2 separate regions of the Mus musculus genome follow, and region 2 is linked to region 1. Evidence: chromatin contacts called from public HiChIP or PLAC-seq data. All regions are on one chromosome and are shown on one strand. The core of a region is the stretch at or near the end of the contact, and the rest is flanking DNA. Distances in the headings are between cores, read along the strand shown.

The links. HiChIP or PLAC-seq counts read pairs in DNA pulled down with a chosen protein or histone mark.
Region 2: a contact with region 1 is called in an H3K4me3 HiChIP or PLAC-seq map of embryonic forebrain, with 12 times the contacts expected there. The contact joins two enhancer-like sites. A contact is called at or near these places in 2 of 39 promoter capture datasets (cranial neural crest and maxillary cranial neural crest) and 3 of 115 datasets of contacts at active chromatin or transcription factors (embryonic forebrain, embryonic hindbrain and forebrain).

Annotation. Positions count from the first base shown.
Region 1 is chr3:16,817,165-16,823,702 of GRCm38.p6, reverse strand. Gm30223 (predicted gene, 30223) reads right to left here. Exons shown (of 4, transcript NR_153388.1): 2 at 48-122. It also overlaps the pseudogene Gm26485. Among named protein-coding and RNA genes, the nearest start is that of Gm30223, 3.3 kb to the right of the region's middle. Within about 2 kb of position 2,967, at least 7 of the 459 cell types and tissues checked have an H3K27ac peak or open chromatin away from gene starts, as enhancers often do. A contact at or near this core is called in embryonic forebrain, where this site is marked.
Region 2 is chr3:17,579,880-17,586,417 of GRCm38.p6, reverse strand. All of the region lies in intron 2 of Gm30340 (a long non-coding RNA gene), which reads left to right. Among named protein-coding and RNA genes, the nearest start is that of Gm30340, 200 kb to the left of the region's middle. Within about 2 kb of position 3,712, at least 6 of the 459 cell types and tissues checked have an H3K27ac peak or open chromatin away from gene starts, as enhancers often do. A contact at or near this core is called in embryonic forebrain, where this site is marked.

The sequences.
Region 1 (6,538 bases), core at 1,718-4,217:
GAATATGATTTCCTAAACCCGAGCAAATATACAAGAAATTATAATACCTATCAGGTAAATTCCTGGAACTCACTGCTCAGCCAGTCTAGTTTGATTGGTGAGATCCAGATCAGCAAGATACCCTGTTTCAAAGGAAGGAAACAGTGACCACAAAGTTATCCTCTGTCCTCCACGTGCATGTTCATTATGCTGTGAAGTTTTATGTCACCTTGAAAAAAGCTAACATTATTTCTTAAGAGGGAACTTCATATAGGAAAATGTTTCTAGAAATACAAAGTTAGGTGTGTATGAAAAGGAGGGAGATCTGTGGGGAGTTGTGCGAGGGTGTGACTATGACCAAAATATAATACATGAAAATTTCAAAGTAAAGAATATTTGAAAAATATTTTCATGCTTGCTTTGGCAGCACATATACTAAAATTGGAACTATACAGAGAAGATTATCATGGCCCTTTTTTTACTTAACTAGTAAAAAAAATAATTTCAAGACAAAAAAAATAAATAAAAAGTGTACAAAAATAAAACTCCAGAATTAATTTTCCCTCCAGACTTCTCTAAAAGTGGGAATTCACTACTGTTTGTCCTATAGTGTTAAATGAAAGATGGGTGTAGCACAATTTTCCCAAATTACCAACATTAACCATAACATCCATGTGGCTGAACATGGTGAGTGTGCAGCAGTAAACACTTCAGGCATTCACTTCAGTCCTGTGCCTGTGGGAATCAGCTGTGGGAGAGTTTGGATTTGTCGTAGCTATTAAATCACCCCAGAGAAACTACCTGTCACTCTGTCTATTCAAACCTTGAGGAGGTGGTAAATGGTTAATTCTACCTGTACACGTATGATAGCCTAGATAAGTCATTGCCCCATATTTCCCATGCAGTGTACCTTTCAGACCAGGAATTCAAATAAAATCATTTTGAAGAAAGGAAAACTCTTACAGTGTTTTCACAGAAAAGGGAATTAATACATTCTTCTTGAATCAAAATTTAAATTAATTCATTTTAAGTGCTACCAAAATCAAACCACAAAGAAATTCAAGCTATAATTTAATCCAAGAAGAAACCTTCATCTTTTTTTTAATTAACAAAAGAACATTTCAAAAAAAATACTTGTTACTAATTCTATTTTGCTGACATATGCCAATTATATTCAGAGATATTGTTCTGTAAGCCTGTTGGGTCACACACCAACCTAAGAGAACAATGATGCTGGATTAATGATTGCAATGAAAGCTTTCAAGTTCTCATACTCAATTACATGCTGACAAATGTACCTGTAAGTCATACAAATTTATAAAATTGAAATAACTGCATAAAGTACATATATTTTACACACTTGCCACAATCCCTGAGAGATGGAGACTCTCCTCTTTTTTTTTTCACATTTGTAATATTCTTTCCTTATTTTTCAGCGAATTAGTCAGTTGTATACATGTTTAGCCACTTCATCACTTAATACCTGTATTCACTCATCTCCATAAGACATTTCAAACTAATGGAGAACAATATAATCTACCCACTGAATGACCTTCTGTGGAAGCCCAGTTGTTTTATGATTATGGACACATAATTTAACCTGGAGAACTCATATGATGATAGAACAAATGAAGCAAGAGTTATTAAAAAGACTGAAATTAAGCAGAACTATCAATGTTTTCAGGTATTCGTTCATTACTTTCATGACAGAAAAATGCAAGTACACTCTTATAACCACTCAGAAGATAGGAAATTTGAGATACTGGGGTTGGACTGCATGGGAAAATATTGTGTGCATATGGAAGTTAAGTTCCTGGAATTTGCCTGTATTCTGTACTGATAGGTCTATATCTGCTAGCAATTTGGGGATTGTGAGCACACCAAATGGCAAAACTACTAAAGACCTTGCCAGTGTGAATGGTTAGGTATTAGGTCATGATTTACATCATTATAGATTATTTCTTAGATTTACTGAGTGAATGAAATATATTTTCTTTGTGTGTATGTGTGTGTGTGTGTGTGTGAATGGAAAAAATGAAATGAGCAAACTTTAGTTTGCTTAAGTTAGAGATAGTACATGTATATCAACATTAGTCAGAAGAAGCCTTAAGAATTTTATGTAGAAGAGATTCTGGTCATACTCTGGAACTCAGGGTATATTCTAACTTTACTTTGGATTAAAACAAAGCTAAATTATAAGTTTCCCTTAATTTTCCCTTTCTAGTTTTTAGTATTTTCAAATTTTAGTGTTATCAAACTCAGCCACAATTCAGAAAATTATTGCAAAATGAAAGATAGGTGTTTCAAGTAAGAATTGTCCCAATAATATTATATCTCCTGTGTGAAGGGAGACGTCTGAAAGAAATAATTAATCTATTTAGTGGAAATCTGTAGAAATCCAGGGAAGAAATCTCATTTTCTTTTCAAAGCAGCTTTTCAACACAATTTGAGTCTCCTGAGTCCTTCTAGGTTTTCCTTGACACTTTGTGCTTTTAGAGATAGGTCAAGCATCAAGTCCATCTGAGATTTATCTTATGCATCATTTCTCCAACACAGATTTACCCCCAGTGTAGAAGTCAAGTAGAGTATTTAAGCTAGTGGTGGTTATTGTATACTTCATCACATTTGCATGATCTTTTTTCGCATCTTGATTAACAAAAGGATTTTGTAGTCTTTCCTTGGCTTTCCATTATTACCTTGGCTTTCAAGGTTTTAGAAAAATCTCTCAATTGTGCAAGAAAGTCATAGTTCCAGTAGTGTTTCTTCATCTTGGTTTGGTTAAAATGTGAGGTCATGAAGTTTGGCCACTCCTCTGAACCTTGCTTTGCCTTTCTCTCCTTCAATGATATCATGCTGGCATGCATCCGTGAAGTATCATTCATTCTCCCTTGCACTTTATTCTTTACCACTTCCCTCTTCCTCTTACATGCACATATACACACACATCCGCACAGAGAGGAAAATCTATATGTGTCAGACATTCAGCAAGGGAAAGACAAAGGCACTGAGTTAATTACCCATCATTTACTGCTGCTGAGAAGAGCAGATGGCAGCAGACGATATGTAAATGGCAAGGGGCAGTGAATTATTCGATTTTTTTAGATTAATCGTCGATGACAAAGAAAGTGATTACAGGCTGTGACATTTATACAAATGTATAAAGTACATCACACTAAAAAATTGAGCTTAATATTATTATGAGGGTGTCAAGCATATAAACACTATTGTCACAATAGAAAGCAACAAATTTACAATAATCCAAGAATCCAACCTCCCTCTATCTAAAAAGTTTATAGAACCACAGACTCTAGGGCGAAAGATGACTCAAGTCTGAATATCATGGAATAGTTTTGTAAAGTAACCAGATTATACCAAGGCAATCTATGTATGCAGGAGGATGATGCATATTGAGGCATAAAGCAAAACAAGATTTTCTTCTCAACTGATCTAGTGCCTGCCTTAGAGAGTGGGCTGTAAAACAAAACAAAACAAAAAAGGTGCTAGTAAATGAGAAGTAGACATTAAAATAAAACACAATAATTCACAATGAGGTCCATCAAGGGTGTGGATGAAAAAATAATTCAAAAAAGGAAAAAGAAAAAGAAAGATTGCATTCCTATTCCTTAGAAATACTATTGTCATACCAGACGTGTACAGATAACGTCCCTATAATCTTTAAGAACACAGTGAAGAAATTTCTGCCCAAGATTCCTTATTGAACACAGACAAGTGCTCACATGTATGCTTGTGCAAACACACACACACACACACACACACACACACACACACACACAAACCACCACCACCACACCAACTCCATTCCTTTGCAGGAAAGAAGCAAGCAGAGTAGCCTATTATTTCCAGTTGCTTCAATAATTAATTGGTACATGAGAGAATCAGATGCTTTCCTTGGCAGATCAGAGAATTTGCCCCATCATCAAAATGTCCTCTATCACCCTGTTATTAAATCTATATGATGTTGATATTATTATGAAAAGAGAGCCACAGAGCCACATTTGTTCTCTGAAAGCATTCCAGCCACTGCAGTCCCCGAGGCTGCCCTGTGGGATGAGAGCTCATCTCCAAATATTAAAATCAAGAAAAAGGAAAAGCTTGGGGCACATCTATTTATAGACTTCAAAAATACTTTCAAAATATTCAAAGCAAAACATTACCAAAATTGCTGCTGAGTATTCCACAATTGTACACTCTTTGTTGACAATGGACTACCATTGTCAACAAAGGATAGGGCAGGAGAATGGGTCAGGAGCTGGTTGGGGGAGGGGTGCTGTTAGTCAGCAGCCCCTGCAGCAGCAGTGGCAACACTAGATAGAGCATTTATGTCTGGCAGTCCATTTTGAATGAACATGGGTTCAGAAATAAAGTGCAGGCAGAACCAATCTGCCCTGAAGAAAAGCACAGAATAAAATATTGCACAAAGAAATGAGAATTTCCAGGGTGGCTTAAACTGCAAACCAAGCTGGCAGGTGCGCAGAGCAAACCATTAGCATTGTGTGCCCTTTTCGAAAAATATAAGTGTTTTGCTTTTTGTTTAGCCATAAAAGGAATATTTACAGATGCAAATAATTCTGATTTATATCTTGGTATAAATATGATACCGAATATCATTTAAAATATTTTAAATAGCTTTTAAAATAGTTACCTGTAAATACATGTAGCTGGAATTATATATGAGTATACTTGCAACTTAGTTGTTCTCACCTTTAATCAAAATTGAGTTCAGGACAAAACCACATTATTCTTATTCAGCATTTTATATGGTTATGAATGCAATCTTTTCTGAGTAAAAATAATAAGCAAAACATTAGTTATTGCCTGGATTCTATGACAAATAAAATGGGGGCAATTGTTTTAGGAAGATGCTGGGTAGATCAGCACCATGAGTGTCTTTCTCTTTGTACTCTTGGGTTATGACTTAAAGGTACAGTGCTTTGTCTTTAATCTTAATATTAGTGCGTAAAATATAAGCCAAGTAAAGTAATACAACATAAAAAGAGGAGAGTGTTCTGGAAGACTTTTCACTTAGAGATTTCACAAATACATGTGAAAATTAACAACAGAAAAATAGCAGTCTCTTGAAGCTGAAGATGTTTGCAGCTATTGAACCTTAATTAAGAAATTCAAAATCTGTGTTCCCCTCAAAAAATATTTCATTTTAATAAAAGTACCTCAAAAATATTTTAAAAATATTTCTTATTCATGCACATATTTTCTGTTGGATATTCTTTGGGTAGTAACAGACATCTCCCCTCCTCAGTTACTGCAAAAGGCAAAAGGCAAATGGAAATGAAGAAATGGTTGTTCAGATTTCATGAGAATATCCAGGCTGCAACAATTTATACAATGCAATATTTCTGCTTTATCAAAGAACCAATTAATAAAACAACAGGAATGAAAGCAGTACTGTAGGTAACCAAACACAATTTTATTTGCTTCATAACAGATTATAGTAGGGACTTGTGCTTTAATAAACACATATCACTTATTAGTATTTATTAGCAAATTTATGTATAATTATATAGTGAAAAATGTAAAAGATCAAAATTATTATATAAGTAATAAGTATTTGTGTTTTTAACAGGAATTATAAACACAAAAGATATAAATATAGGATTATTATGTATTATTATATTCTAGCTACTAGTGCTTTACCATAACTGTACTTTGTCAATCTCCATTGCATTAAAAAAGACTCATAAAGAAATGCATTTGCAGAAATAGAAGCATTTATAATGAGGCCTTTGTTCAAAATAGTATCTAGAATTTATTTTAAAGGGATTAGTTTAGAATTTTAGGGAAATATAACTTAGGAAATATTGTCAAATAGCAAAATGATTTATTTCAGTAGAATACTAGTAATGTCACTAAATTAGCTCTGCATTAAATGAAACAAGAATTTTTAACTACATGTAAGAAGAGGGTTAAAATTTGAAAGAGCTTTCTGCTTACAGAAGGTCATAAACATTTCAAAGCCCACAAAAGAAATCCAATAAAATAAAGCATTTCTTAAAATTGAAAGACAAAGATCTCGCTAGATTCTAGAGATAATTTATGGGTTTTGTTTATTTCTTGTTTTACTACAATAGATATATTGTAAGCCTCTGCAATCTGAAATAGAATTACAAACCTGGCCTAGCACAAAGAAGTATACAATTCATTTTAGCTTATTCTAGTGCTTCTGTGCCCCACCTTTTAAAACACTATCATTTCTCTTTGTAAAATATCTTAGAAACGGTTTTGCATTGTGCATGCATACAAACATATATTCTGCATATTAAATATTTAGCTTCATTTTATATACATAATACATTTGTTTATAACAACAATCAGCTATTCTCCAATGGCAGAGATAGAAAGCCTCTGCAAGAGAATACATACAATCGCTCCCTCTCTTTTTAAAAAATATATCCAATTGGGGTAATATTAATAGTACTTTAAAGCACAGATTATCTCCAATTTGCCTACTTTCTTATTTATAGATGCTAAAATACATTTTGTCTTTTAAAAAGAACATCAATTCTAAGACATAAAATTCTGT
Region 2 (6,538 bases), core at 2,463-4,962, 760 kb before region 1:
GATTTTAATTGTTTGATCATCACAGTGATCTTTTAGAATATGTCTTTCACTTCAGAAAGAAAACCTATACCTATTAGTGGTCATTCTGTTCTGCCCTAATCCTGTCCTGAAAAACCTCTAGCTTAGTTTTAGTTTTCAGAATGGCTTGGAATTGCAGTTGTCCCTGTTACCCTCTTAAGCACTGGTATTATAGAGATCTGTCACCATCCTTCTCTGTCACCTTCCTAAGCTTTGGAATTACAGAGTATGTCACCGTGTCACTTAGCCTACTTTTCATCTTCATAATTTGTTTTACCTGAATTGGTCACATAGAAGGAGACCATTTGCTTTTCCCTTTTGTGTACAACTGGTTTTAATAATGTTAATGTATTTAATGAGTCACTCATGGTATGGTAGACACTTTACTTCCTTGCTCTAATATTTCATAATACAGATATCATATATTTTGTTAAACTGTTTATTAATTGATTGGCATTGAGTTTATTCCACTGCTATGAAGCACTTATGGGCAGTTTTTATATGAAAATATTTTCATTGGGTATGTATGTAGAAGGAGAAATATTTAGTTATGTGTTTAACTTGAATTAGTAAGAGTCCGCAGTAACTACACCACTTCATATATATTTTCATAGAGTATAAGGATTTCATTAGTTTACTTCCGTGTTATCATTTATGAATATACATTTTCTTGATTGTGGTTTGAAGAGGTGCTGTTCTGGGAACTGTGTGTATGTTTCTTAGACAAATATTACTGAGGATATTTTTAGGTGCTTTTGTGCACTGCTTCTGCAGAAATGTGCAGTAAAACAATTTGCTCATGTTTTAATTAGGCTACTTATCTTTTAACTATTTGACTTGTAAGTTTTCTTTAAGCATTCTCATTGTGAGTTGCCTCTCCATTTTGTAGTTCAGGGGATTAAACTTTTGGCTTTGTATATACTAGAAATACTCAACTCCAGTCTGCTTTGAGTCATTTATCAAATGCATAATTTGTAAATAAGTTTTGCATTCTATGAGTTATGATTTTATTTTCTTCATAGTTTCCATTTTATGGCTATTTATTTATTTATTTATTTATTTATTTATTTAAATTTTACTATTTGTGTGTGTGTGTGTGTGTGTGTGTGTGTGTGTGTGTGTGTGTTTGTTACAAATCTGTGAATGCAGATGCTTTCCTACCATGATGCAAGGATAGAAGTCAAAGGAGAACTTGAGAAGTCAGCTACCTCCTTTCAGGATGAAACTCCAGCTGCCAGCCATGCACAGAGAATGCATTTACCCACACTTATCTCACTGACCCAAATGTTTCTATTTTTAACATAGTGAATTAAAATTTACCTACTTAAAAAAAATACATGTGTTCTTGTCATCACATTTAAGAAGCCTAGCTCAAAGGCATAAAGACTTACTTGAATGCCTCCTAAGTTTTCCAGTTTTCCTTCTGTATGCTTAATACTTATGATTTAACAAATAATCTTAAATGTTTACCTGGTAGAGAAATGCATGTCTTTGAAATGCCTTTCATTCTCAGTCATCAAAGTTCGTGCATCCCTCACCACTGTTTTGCTTCTTATGAAGGCATTATAACCTTTTAAAAATATGTTAATACAGTTTGAGATGGAGCGTCACATTTATTTGCTGTTATTATATCATCCTTTCTCTTTCTTTACAATCAGAGATGGTTACTACTAACTGACATAAGACCTGGGTATGGTTGTCTTTGTATGGTTTTCTTTGTCTTATAGCCTAATGCATGTTTACATATGATAAATGTCAGGAGACATTTCCTAAGGGTTTGGTGGTTGCAACAAGCATGCTTCTTGAAGATTGTCACATATAACACCACCATAAATTTTAATTCACTATATGACATACACAGTAGTAAGAGTACCTTACTACTGTGATACGAGAAATTAGAAAGGTTAGCAAATTAGAACACTCACTAGTTTTTCATGCTTATATTATATTTTTAATATACCATTTCAACCTGCCTTTGCTAATAATTGGTTGTGTGAAAGTGTAAATATTTCAAATGATTTTTGTCTAGCGCTCAAAATGGTCACACTGAATTACTTTTGCATTCTTTCCATAATTTTTTTTTGCTAGACTATCGTGATGATACATTGAATGGGCATTTGGTACGTGAATTGAAATATAGCCGAGGAAATAGGTATTTGCTTTCTTGTATGGTGCTTAGGTGAACCTTTTGGTATGTACATTGTTTGTCTATAAAATTGTAGCAGTTCTTTTTTTTACAATGATGACATTACACAAAAAATATACAAATTAGGTAGGAGCCCCTAGCTATCCCCACAGCCTGTTGCATCAAGTATCTGTAGAGTTAGGCACATCCTCTCCTACTGAGGCTAGACAAAGTCAGCTCTGTTGGAGAATAGATCCTATAGTCCAGAAACAACTTTAAAGAAAGCTCTTTTCCCCTGCTCAGAGGAAAAGAGAAGGGGGGATGAGGGGAGGGACACTGACATGGGGACCAGGGACTGGGAGGGAGTTAGGGCAGCATTTGGGATGTAAGTAACTAAATTAACTAAAAAAATATTTCCAGTTACAGTCCCAGCAAATAGCTACCTTCTTCTAAAAAAATCACTATATCATATTATTCCATTTTATGTCTATAGTAACTGGAATTCCTATAAAACAGAACATATTTATATAGATACTTTCACAATAGGGTTAATTTTGCTTGCAAGTTTATTCCTTAATCTAGGTGTCTAGAAAATGCCACATTAAGGGTACAAAATATGATATCAGGTGGATCTTGTTTAAATCATAGGCTATCTCATCCCTTACAAGAAATGGCTGTAATCTTGGTTTCTTATGCAGTATGGCTCACATATATGTCTTAGAATCTTTTCAGTCTTTTGTTAAGGATTTTGTGAGCAATAGTGATTCAGATTCAGCTTTCTACAGTTAACATAATTTAGAATGACAGAAATCCATATCACAAAGCTATACTTAATAAACCAGATGTTTCTAATATCTGAGCATTCTTAATCAATATTAAAATGTATAATTTTAGAAATCATTTTTACAAGCTCAGGATAATAGTTCTGCGTGCCAAGCTGTCTCATTACTTTCTGCTCTTAAGTCTGGACTCCTCCAATAATGAGGACTTTTTTGGTGAAAGAGAGGAATAAAGATCTATGAAGCGTCAAATCACAGGGTCTTCTTATCACTTCACAGGAACAATTTTTACTTTTTCTTTGTCTACAGTCAGAAATTTTAAACGAGGTATACCCAACTTGGGTGCTTCATAATTTGCAATGGAAAACAGGATTATCTCCATATATATTTAACCAGGGTGGTTGCAGACATATGAATTTCAGTCTAGAAACTTGCTGTATGTTCTGCTATATTTTCCCAGAATGTATAAAAGCATGCCTTTAAAAAATACATGCACACACGATGGTAATTGAATCGTACATAAAACCCGTCAAAGCTCCAATTTCCAATATTCTAATGAATATCAAAAGAGTCCAGTATTTCCGACTTTGACAAATTGCAGATGAGGTTTTACTCATTAAGAGGGGCCGCTAATGTTTATTTAAATGCAATTTACTGTTGCATTATTGATTAGCTACTGCAAAATTATCTTACAAGGAGCACGTGTGTTGAGAAGATTTCGGGTTGAGAGCGGATTTATCTAGGGAAGGCCTGTAGGCTTGATTTAGGCCCCAGGACACGAGAGTTTTAATTTATCTGGAAAGAAAGGCCTGGCGGAAGGTTTGCTTTGTTTGCGTTTAGACAGCAGATGAAAGGCGTTTTGATGTTGAGCTGGGAAAAAAAAATGGCTGCCACTCTCTTATTCACGCAGAGAATTCAGCAAAGGAAAAAAAAAAAAACCCTATTACTCAGGCAAGATAAAACAAGCCTTTTCTTACCCTCAAATCATTTTTTGAATCAAATATGTGGTTCTTGTTATCTTCCAAAGGAGAAATAAAAAATTTAAAATGTTTCTTGTTATCGAAAATCTTCAAAATATTTTCATATTGTATTTTTGCTAACGTTTCACTTTATGCTTCCATTCTGTACCTTTTGGTGGGGACATCCTATGTGCCTTAAAATGGGAATGTAACTTGATAAAAGGACCAATGAAAGAATTAAACATTTGAGTGAAAGTGAACAAACAAATTTTTCAGATGCTGTGCTTGAAAAATAACATAAACAGTATTTAGATAGAAAGTCTTTTAGACACACTACATTGTTGGTTCTGTGGACCAGAAATATCCATCTGAGGGAGTCAGACTCCTTAATGCTGACTTTTTCCAGTCTAATCATTACGAGCATATTAGCAAGTAAGACAATGTCAAAGGCTGCACTAAAAATGACACACTTCCATGTAGAATCATGGAAAGATGGCTACTAGATAAAAAAGGTAATTAAAATAAAGAAAGTGATAAAATTCATGTAATTTGTAGAGGGAAAATACCTCTTATTTATGTATGTAAAAATGTCAGGGATATCTTATACCTGCTTGTGCAGACAGTTATTGGTTTACTTCCTTGATAATATAGGAAATTCTTATATGTAACATCATCTCAAGGGTAGAGAACAAACTTTTTAATGTAATTTAAGGTTATGAGTTGGAAAAATATCTTGTCAAGCAGAAAAGCATGTGGCGAAGATGACACTTGAAAAGATAAAGCTCCTATATGCTGCAGGTAATTATTTAGTATGCCTAAGAATCTTGTAATAATTATTTGATGATATACCAGCCAGCCAAGAGAATTTAGAAAATGTCTCAACTGATCAGTAGAACATCTGAATTGCATTTCAATATGCAATAATAGGATCTTAAATCCAGACTCTGAAACATTATCATTCAGAAGGCATTTCAGTTGGTTTACTATTCTGTGAAAATAAATTTCATAGGCAGCATTCTGCATTGAAAAAGAAGCTGGAAAAAAAACCTCATTTTCTCTGTGTGATTTGGGGCCACAAATGAGAAAGACAGCGACAAGAATTTTGTTTTCCTCTGGGGCTTACATCACTGGAGGCATGGTGATGATGACTGAACACTGGTTCGGACAGTTTGAAGGTTAATTATATATCCACATTTTGGGTCTGCCAGAATGGGGTACTGCTATACATTTATTTAAACAAATCTGAAGTATATCTGAAGTATTCACTTAAAAAATGTCGCTTAGTAATGTAACACTGATTACACAACTTTTTATTTTCCTATGTAGTCCTTAGTTTTAACTTCTCTTTTAGTTAGTAATCTCATCTACTCATTTTCTCTTTCACTGTTTGAGGGAAGGAGGGAGGGAGGGAGGATGGGAGGGAGGGAGGGAGAAAGAGAGAAAGAGGGATATACTTCCTCATAGGTGTGCTTGCCTGTGCACACATGGAGGGGAGAGGTCAACATTAGATGTCTGCTTTTACTCCCTGCTTTATATTTTGAGGATAGGTCTCCCACTGTTCCTGAAACCTCACTGTTTTGGCTAGAAAAACTGGCAAGAAGCCTCAAGGATGTATTTTGTCACACCCCAGTGCTCAGGATAGAGGCATGTGTGTCTGTTGGCTTTTCCATGGATGCTGGGGTTCTGAACTCAGGTCATGATGTTTAGCACTCACGGAGCTATCTCACAGCCCTCATCTGTTTACCCTTAGTAAAGATATTATATTTTTTTCTTTACTTTTAGATATTGACAAAGAACATATACTTTAGAGGACAATTCAAATGAACTAAGAGTAATCAAAAAAACAAAGCAAGCTAGATATTATGTGCTCTATGTCCAGATATACTAGTATTTTGCTCGAATTGGGAACTTATATGGACTTGGCATGTAATCACTGGAAACAAGTGATCAAGCAAGATCATATCAAGCAAGATTATAAAAGGGGAGATTTATTTTAGATATTATTGAGATATTGTAAATTAATTTGTTTTATTTGTAAAAGACAAGAATTGTGTCTGTGATTATGCCCTCAGAATGGATAGTTAACTTTTTAAAGTTCTCTGCACTTTTAAATGCTGGGGAGCTTTAAATAGAAAATTAGGAATAAGCTCCAAAATGAAGGGAGGGAGAAAATCCTGGTTACTCTGAGAAACATTAGTGAATGTAATCATGGCTTAAAATAAGTAAAAGGATCTTCAATAAAGGCCACAGATGACCCTATTGAATAAGGTGCATGTTCACTCATTCCTCTGTTCAGTGATCACCTATTTCATTCATTCGACATTTATTCACCCGTGAACACTTGCACAGTGTCAGGACACTTCCTCATCACTTCCCTAGAGCCAGATATCTATGCCAGGTAAGGAGACATAAACAGGAAATGGGGAATTTCTGCGCCCAGGATTGTAGATGAATTTTTAAAAATAAAGTACTTATGAAACATTATTTTCCATTTATTTTGACAAAATACACACAGTTGGGGAAAGGTTTCACATACTATGTAATCAGATGCTGAGTTACTAGTTTCAGTCTAGACAATGGCATGCTCACGCATCTCTGCTCTCAATATTTTGTAAAAATTGTTTTCCATCATCTCTGATTGGTTAATATAAAGGACT